2 separate regions of the Mus musculus genome follow, and region 1 is linked to region 2. The links are chromatin contacts, called in public HiChIP or PLAC-seq maps. All regions are on one chromosome and are shown on one strand. The core of a region is the stretch at or near the end of the contact, and the rest is flanking DNA. Distances in the headings are between cores, read along the strand shown.

Region 1 (4,645 bases), core at 78-2,577, 530 kb before region 2:
GAGAGGGAGGGAGAGAGGGGGGGGAGAGAGAGAGAGATATCAGCTCCTCTTAGCCTTAAAAAAAAAAACACAACTATAATTAAGACTATAAACAAAGCCAGGTGTTAGTGTCAGCTGACTCACATGCACTGTGTCACTTGGGTATGTGGAGGTGGCCCTGGCTGTCTGGATTTGTAGATCAAGTTGGCCTCAAATTCAGAGCTCCACCTGCCTCTGCATTCTGAGTGCTGGGATTAAAGGCCTGTTTGAGAGCTACACAGAGAAACCCTGTCTCCAACAAACAAACAGTAAAAATATTGCTAGCATACTACACAAATCAAGGTTAGGGAGTTACTGCCGGGATTTCTTAACACTTGCGTGGCTTTTGAAAACTATAAATCACCACCATATATACTATTCACCACACTAGCTCTCACTCAGTCTGTACTGGAGAGTGCCAAGTGAGTTATCTCCCCAAAAGTGAGTCAACCCCATGTTAACCAGGCTGCTGTGGTCTCCATAGTGGCATCAGGTCATCTGGATTTTCTAAGCAGCATCTAATACTGATGAATTACTACTAATAATTAGCAATTACCTAGAAACAAATGTAGAGTGCACCACGTGCTTGCAAAAGGAAGCCAGGAGAGGGCGTCAGATCTCCTGGGGCTGGAGGTGCAGCCAGTTCTGAGCTGCCATGTAGGTGCTGGGAACAGAATCTGAGTCCTCGGCAGAGTAGCCAGTGTTCTTGACTGCTGAGTCATCTCCTCAGACATCTGTTTGGACTTTGTTTATTTTTGAGACAGGGTCTCCCTAAGTACATCAGTCTGGCTTTGAACTCACAGAGCCCCATCTGACTCCAGAATGTTAACCACTTTTTAAATATGAACTTACTGATGCTTTTGAAGAAACTTTTAACTTATTAGCTTGCACTACTTGGAGAAACACCATTATGTAAGTTAAAAGGATGAGATTACAAAAGAAAGAAAGAAAGAAAGAAAGAAAGAAAGAAAGAAAGAAAGAAAGAAAGAAAGAAAGAAAAAGATAGCTTTGTTCTACTGCATTAAGAACTCCTCAGTGAGGTTTGATAGAAGCAGTGTCTTATCAGCCTTGGAAAGGAGAGGATGGGACAATTAACTGTCACACAGTCAGATACAGATCCGCTCTGATGAGGCCAATGAAAGAAAGCAAAACAGAAGTCCCAACTTGGCAACCATCTTTTCCCTCAAGTTATTTACATGAGTCCTGAGGGAAAAAACACTCCGGGGAGTAGGAGTGTAAGCGGGGTGGGGCAGGGGGCACGGATCTCTTATCTGAGCCACAAACGCTCTGATGGGCACTCCAAGCTCATATACAGTATTCGAGGTGTGGGACAAAGGGACTGCACTTGTTTCTCACTGTCACCTCGACTCGGCCAACCCTGCTCTGTCAGGTTCTGAAGGCTGCCATCAGTCCCACAGAAGCTACATGTCCTGCCTTGACCATCTAATATGATACGTGGTAAATAATCTGGACAGCTCAGCAAGGCTGAGAGGAAACAGAAGGAAAACCTCTCTGTAGCCACCGAGAACGGCTACATGTTCCAGGGTATGTCACCCTAACGACATAAAAGGATGCTCTCTGAACAGTGGGAGATCAGGACCCATAAAACAAAACGTATGTGACACTAAAGACACTAACAAAAACAGACTTTTATTCTAAAACAGATGCACTCAGAGGATTCTGTTTTTCCTCCCATGACAGTAAAATTCTTTTAACTTTCAGAGTGCCAGGCAAACAAGAATCAGAAACATTGCAAACAGTGTAACTATGAAAAGCAAGAGCCTCTTTTTTTTTTCTCCCCCTCCCCAAAGACAGCAGGCCACAAGACACCAGAAATAGCCCGTGTGAGTCTGCTTCTCTGAGCAAGAAAGGAACTGTGCATTAGGAGTGCTTCCCTTGTGATGTTATAGGGAGCTCAAGCGTGACTATATATGGTATGTTTATGGGATGAATGAATGCAAACACCATGGACAACTTATATCAAACACAAACTGGCCTGCGATGAAACCAGGTCTCCTGCATCCTAGGCCCCAGGACACCCCAGAAGTCAGAGCTCACTAAAGATGCTTCAAACAATGTCTTCTGACTTAGTGGCATTTGGGTAGCTCATTGCTCTCCGAGTCTGTGTGAATGCACACACTCCTTCTTCATTCCAGCCTCCACATTCTCCCTCCCTCCCTCCCTCCCTCCCTCCCTCCCAAGCTGTCCACTCCACAGTCCCACAGAGGCATAAATGCATACTCAAGAATGCTGCTGCTGAATAGGGCCTATGTTACATGACAGAGGGCACCATCGACTGCTTGAGAAACAGCTGGCCAGGCTGCCTGCCTGTCGCAGACAAGCTCCTCATCCGCACAAAGTATTTTATTCACATCAAGTGTTCTGACTAGGAGAGGGGAAGCCAGGCAGTGAGTTGGGGGTGCAGGGGGAGAGAGGGGGATGTAGGCGATAGTCCAAAGACGTTTTCAAGTCCTGAAAATGGTTAAGGGAAGGAGAGGGAAGAGGAGGAGGAGGAGGAGGGAGGAAGAAGAAGAGAAGGGGAGGAGGCAGGCTTCATCACTGACTTTAACAGTCTTGCCCAACCTGTTTTGTGGTATGTTCTGTTAACTCCTTTCTGGCAAATGGATGCAAACAGCAACCCCTTTCTTCCTTCTTCCTCTCCTCACAGCTATGTGGGCAGTTAAAGGCAGGCTTACAGAGAAAATACCACAGAGAAGAGCTAACCCCATTCCTCACGGGAATTCTGATCATATTGCTGAGACCTTCACTATCAGCTATGGGAGCCTTCATCCCATCACCTCCCAGGTCTCCTCCTTGGCCTCTACATGAGCATATCAAGCTTAAACTGCCCTGTTTCACTTGTCTTGCAGTCGGACAAAACACTGGGTTGTTTTTCTTTATCTTTCCAGTCTGCAGTTAGGCACTTATAGGGTTAATGGGTAGCCTCCAGACCAGAAACCTACCTGCTTAGAGCAACAGAAGCATCAACTAAGCCACACTGGCTGCTCTGACATAGGAAAGGCAGTTTCTACCTGCTGATAATTCCTGCTGGTGCTTTAGCTGCCTTTTCAAATGGCACACATAATTAAACACACACAAACTGTGGTAGAAGGCGAGCCATATGCAACTTTATGCATTTTAAAGGCACATATCAAAACCAAGCATAAAGTTGAGGACAGGGCTGAGAAAGCTGCTGCCCAGGACCTTTAAACATGAACTTGCTTTCCCCTCCCTCCCCCTCCCTACCACTCAGGAGACATCTTCACAGAAGAACAGTGAAGGGAGAAAGATCCCACACCAGACTGTACCTTCTTCCTGTACGTGTTTCAATACGCCAATTTTTAACAAAAACACAAACATAATGCAGGGTCTCCATAACTTCTCTGAAAGACAGATAAACATCCCAGAACAAAGGAGCCTGAAGGAGGCCAGCCTGGGCTACAGAGCAAGACTATCTCCAAACACACAGGCAGACAGGCAGACAGACAGACAGAGGGAGAGAATTTACTTAAGATTTAACTACATAGCTAGGGATGTGGTGTTTCATGCCTTTGGGCAGAGGCAGGTGGATCTGTGTGAGTTCAAAGCAAGCTCCAGGCCAGCCAAAGTGAGACCTTGGTCTGAAAAATAAAATGAACAAACCAAACCAAACCAAACCAGATCAAAGATTCAACAAGCAGAACTTCTTCATTTCCAGCAGCCCAACAGTGCCGTTATTAGAGGCCCGAGGATATCAATGCATGTAGGATCCATTGTTACAGGATGTTTAAAACATAGTAATCAGAAATTTGTGTCCTTGGCCCATCCAAGACCAACAATAGCTGGAAAGGTCAGTATGGACATGCAAACCAGAGCAGAAAGGGAAACTAATACTCTCTAGCTAGAATACCTTAAACTATAAAGAAGGAATAACTTCAATGTAAACACCTGCTGCAACCAATCAGGGCCCCAAACCAGCATGTGAGAGGAAAAGAAAACAGAAGTGAAAAAGCTAGCACAAGCACTATCATGCGTACAGCCCTGCTCCAAGTTATCCAGAATATTCTAGAAATGCTTGAGAACACCGTGTTAAACTTTAACTGACAGCTCCCTTAAATTATTTTTTTAATTAATAAGTTTTATTACGGTGTGGTTGACAAAACATGTCAGACTGGATATGTATCTCAGTAGTAGTCACTGCCTAGCACAGCAAAGACTCTGGGTTGAGTCTGAGCAGCAGGTAGGGATAGGGGGCTGTATTTACTTATAGTATATACACAACATTTTGATAGACGTATACATTGTAAAATGGTTAAATTAAACAAAATTAACCCACTACCTCATATGCTTATTTTTGCTATGAAAGCATCTAGGATCTTAAATTCTGAATTGAAGGCAATATTTGATTAAGAGATGATGTAACAATAACTTTGTAACTTCAATTTAAAATTCAATTTTAAAGTCAGCATATGTGTATAAAAGTAAACCACATACCGCCCACCAAATTTTTCTTTAATCAACTAAAATTACTTATTCAAATTTCTCAGGCCAGCTTTAGCACACCAAAAACCTGATTTTCTGAAATTTGCACTTTTAAAAAATATAAATTGGGTCAAAGAAATTCTAGTGTGAATAAAATCTTGGTCCA
Region 2 (4,422 bases), core at 806-3,305:
CACTGCCCACAGTAGACTAGGCCTTCCCACATCAGTTTTTAATCAAGACATGCTACACCAATGGGGACGTTTTCTCAACCAAGGTTCCCTCTTCCCATATAACCCTAGTTCATGACAAGCTGACAAAACCCAGCCATCCCAGAATCTCTCCTCATCCACACATACTTTCTGCAATTTTCTGTTTCTCTTTCTCAGTTTTGTATGCTCACTGTCTAGTGCACAATAAGTTTATATTGGATGGGTGAAGTTCCAAGGTCGTATGGACCAGCGGGCTTGTCTTTTTGGTCAAGTCTGCTGGTCTTCCAGATTCCCTCGGTAATCATCAGAAAGGCAAGGCAAGGAACTTCTCCCTATCAAAGAGTCTGTATTACCCCCAACATCAACAAAAATGCAGAAGGATCCTTTACTAAAAGTAGGTCAGTTTTTTTTCCTCTCTTTTTGTTTCTCATGCATTATAACTGAAGAACTTTTCAGTCAGGGAGGCTAAAAGAAGGCAGGAAGGAAACACCAATAACCTCAACCTCCAACCATCTCCACTGGTTGGTGAGATTTCATTTGAATGTGTGTACACATCTGACCTATACAACTTACACTGGGTATGTGTCTCCTTCCATTAGATAATCTTAATGACTGTGTATTCTTCTGCTGTATAGACTGCATCTGTTTATACTTTGCTAGTTGTCAATAGCAAAATAATAAGAGTGAATGCTGAGGGGGAATTTCTTTGTTATGTTTGAACTTAGCCACGACTATTTCTTCAGAGTAAGTTCCTCCAAGTGAAGTTCTTTGTGGAAAGAATTACCAGACATTTTAAGGCTTCAGACACATACAATCATATTTTTTTCCCCAGGGACACTGGGCAATTTAACAATCCTCTCAGCAGTCACATATTACTATTGATTGTTTTTGTCCATTTTTAGTAGATAAACATTAGTGTCTCCTTATGCCTATTTACATTTTTTCAGCATAATAATACAAGAGAACATCTTTTCACACTGTTGTGCTGGCCATGCGTATTTCTGCCTTTGTAAATTTTTGTATATGACCATTGACTATTTTGCTCTTATGTTAAATTCAAATGAAAGAAATGAAAACTAGGCATTTAGACCATCATGAAAATCCCATCAATAAGCATTATTACTCCCCTCATTCCTGAACAGTGATCCTCGTCTCAGAATAAACTGCTATGAAGTGACGTGAGCTCAGAAAATCTGCTCTGAGATGCCCTTGAGGACTCAGAGGACAATGCATGGTGCTTATAATACATAAGAAATAAAGAATTCTGGAGGTGAGAGACTGCATTTGCTTCGATCACACTCTCTAGCTGAACTTGATTAACTGAGAGGTCGTGCAGGGGAAAAAAGCCGACTTCTTCAGCAACGTTCCTCCAGCTGCTGCCCTTGTCAGTGCACACAATTTTGATTACTAGAAACACTCACTTGGCAGCGTGGGGTGCTCAGCCTCTCTGCAACTCTGGGTGTTTGGTAAGAGCCACTGGAGGTATGTGACCATCCTGCTAACCTTGAACAAAGAGTTCAAGAATTATTGCTCAACGATTGCTTTTCCTCATATAGCCTCAAGAAGAGGAACACTTATAATGAAGATGTTGAAGATGGAGTGAGACCTGTGGGCTACGGGTCCCACTGCTCTCAGTTTTATGACCTAAATAAGGTGCAGACTCTTGATTCAACAGGAGTTGTATAGCTTCCCCGTTTGAGTCAAGGGTACCTGGCTATTTGGAATTAAAACTCTGGTAGCCCTTGTCGACTTGAATGTGAAAAGGCACCATTAAGGCTCATGTGTTTGAGAAATCAGTTCCCACCTAGTGGGCTTGTTTTGGAAATCTGTGGGAATTTTAGAAGGTGAAACTTCACTGGAGGGAGTTGATCACCCGGTTGGGCCTTGAGGTTTTATAGCCCAGCCCCACTTCCAGTCAGCTCTCTGTTTCCTGACCACAGACACAAATATTACCTGCCCCTCCTCACTCCTTGCCATCTCTAGTTTGATGGCTCTGTTCCTTCTTGAACGGAGAGCCAAGCAAACCTTCCCTTGCCTGAGTTGCTTGTGTCAGATGGCTGCTGGCCACAGCAATGAGAGAACTGACGTTACTGTCTTGGTTTCATTTCCCGTGGCTGAGATTAAAATGAAAATACCATCATTAGAAAAAAAATGCTTACATGGCAAATTAGGGGCTGAAGCATAGCTGTGAACTAACACATTTCAAAAGAACAGTAGTGCAGAAAAATTCAACGGAATGCTGCCTCTGGGTCAGGGCTGGACAGGATTCAGAAGGCTTGGGCTTCTTGATAAACAAATAGGAACCCCTTTCTTAAGTTAGGTAATATACCCCCCCCCCATTATGGCAGAATAGAAATCTACAGATTTTTGGTACAATGCCTAAGTAAGATCCATGTTTGTGGTTTTATTCACGATTCTTGCTATGTTTTCCCAAGGAGGAAAGATTACACTCTGCGATGTAAAAGCTTATGCAGCATCCTTTATATTTTCCCTCCATGCCCCCTATAGTTTTTTGCTCTTGCAACATCATCAAAATGGCCATTTAGTAAGCCAGCCAGCCATCATGTGTGTGGCTTCTCAGCAGTGGCAAAGGGCTCATTCTTGATGGTGTCGGAATTGTAGTTCATGGTCCTTAGAGGTAGTTAATTGAACAACAGTAATCAACCATGAACTCCTGTTTTTGCATGAATTTGGAGTGGAAATTGTGTAATGCCTTTGCTATAAGCTAGGAGATGGAATTTTAGAGAATGAAGTCATTTAACCAAGGTCTCCCAAGGGCAGAACTAAGAGTCAAGCCTAGGGTTGATATCCAAGGTATTTTTTTTAAACAGTTAATGTCTACTAGAGAAGTGGGTATCATTTTCTTAAATGGTGTAGCTGTTAGAAAATTAGGTAGGAAGAACAGAGGGTTCAGAGAGAAGGAAAGGAATTTGGATACTAGAGGGTAATGGAGATGAATTATAATTACTTAGAGTGTATATATGTAGGGAGTGTTCAAAAAGAAAAAAATTATTCTGCTTCCTATAAATACTGCCATCCTGAACACTGTGCTTCCAACCCATAGACCTTTGGAGACACTCACGTCTATTTCAAACCACAGCAGGCAATAAAAGAAAGGAGTAAACAAATTGGACTTTATAAAAGTAACAACAACAACAAAATGCTTATTGAATTACACTACCCGTAGAGTAAACAGAATGGAGAAATTATTCACAAACCACACCCCTAAGGATCAGGATAAGGAGCCACAACAGCAAGGCTTGACAATGGGCTTAGGACTTGATGTGCAGTTTCTCTGAAGGTCCACAGCATGAGATAAGAGGGCCAACATCAAAATTCACTCGATGCGTGTAAGTACCAAAGAAAACCAATTCTACAGCGTTCTCATTCATTAGGATGGGTAATCAAAATAGCCACAACAGAACATGCAAGTGCTGATGCTGCGGAGATATGTGAGCCTTTGTTCATGTGGGAGAAATGCCCAACCATTCAGACCCCACAAGAAGCATTTTGACAGCTCCTTTAAAAGCTAAATGGAAAATTCCAAGGGAACTGGAAATTTTGCTTCTAGGGAATCTATCAAATGCACCGAAAGAAGGGACTGAAACAGATACCTGAGTGTGTGCAGCATTATTCACAGTAGCCACATGTCCATCAACGAGTGAATGGATAAGCAGAATTATATACATCTCTCTCTCTCTCTGTGCGTGATTACATGAGTAGCCACACAATCGAATGTCATTCAGCTTCAAAAGAACAGAAGTATGTCACATCACTGAATCCTAAAACCGTTATGTTAAGTGATATAATCTGGTTACAAAAGGACAAACGGCAGACAATTCCACTGAGTTGAAGTCCTGTTCTAGGGTTTCTATTGCTGTGATAAAACCCCACGACCAAAAGCAAGATGAAGAGGAAAAGGGTTTATTTCTTCTTTTAGGGTTACAGTCCATTATCCAGGGAGTCAGGGCAGGAATCTGAAAGCAGGAACTGAAGCAGAGACCATACAGGAGTCCTGCTTACTGGCTCGCTGCCCACGGCTTGCTCAGCCTACTTTATTATAGTACGGAGGACCACCAGCCAAGGGGAGGCACTGGCCTAAGTGAGCTGGGCCCTCATACATCAGTCATCAATCAAGAAAATTCACTACCAGCCAATCTGATGAGGTCCAATGTAGTGGGGGCATTTTCTCTACTGAGGTTCCTTTTTCCAAAATAATTCTAGCTTTGTCAAAATGGCTTAAAACTAGCCTGTATAAGTAGGCAAATTTATGGAGACAGAAACTAAAGCTACAGCTACTGGAGGTTTAAAAGATGGGGAACAGGGAATTGTTTAATGGTCATAGAGCTTCTATTTGGGATAAAAGGAAATACCTTTGTATAGGGTATTAATCATTGTGACTAA

What was found. HiChIP or PLAC-seq counts read pairs in DNA pulled down with a chosen protein or histone mark.
Region 1: a contact with region 2 is called in an H3K27ac HiChIP or PLAC-seq map of microglia, with 4 times the contacts expected there. The contact joins two enhancer-like sites. A contact is called at or near these places in 1 of 115 datasets of contacts at active chromatin or transcription factors (microglia) and 1 of 9 other capture datasets (macrophages).

What each region holds. Positions count from the first base shown.
Region 1 is chr13:37,860,328-37,864,972 of GRCm38.p6, reverse strand. It overlaps a transcript of Rreb1 not described here. Among named protein-coding and RNA genes, the nearest start is that of Rreb1, 26 kb to the left of the region's middle. Within about 2 kb of position 1,327, at least 52 of the 459 cell types and tissues checked have an H3K27ac peak or open chromatin away from gene starts, as enhancers often do. A contact at or near this core is called in microglia, where this site is marked.
Region 2 is chr13:37,335,149-37,339,570 of GRCm38.p6, reverse strand. Gm40913 (a long non-coding RNA gene) reads right to left here. Exons shown (of 3, transcript XR_873248.2): 2 at 3,633-3,764. Among named protein-coding and RNA genes, the nearest start is that of Gm40913, 3.6 kb to the right of the region's middle. Within about 2 kb of position 2,055, at least 31 of the 459 cell types and tissues checked have an H3K27ac peak or open chromatin away from gene starts, as enhancers often do. A contact at or near this core is called in microglia, where this site is marked.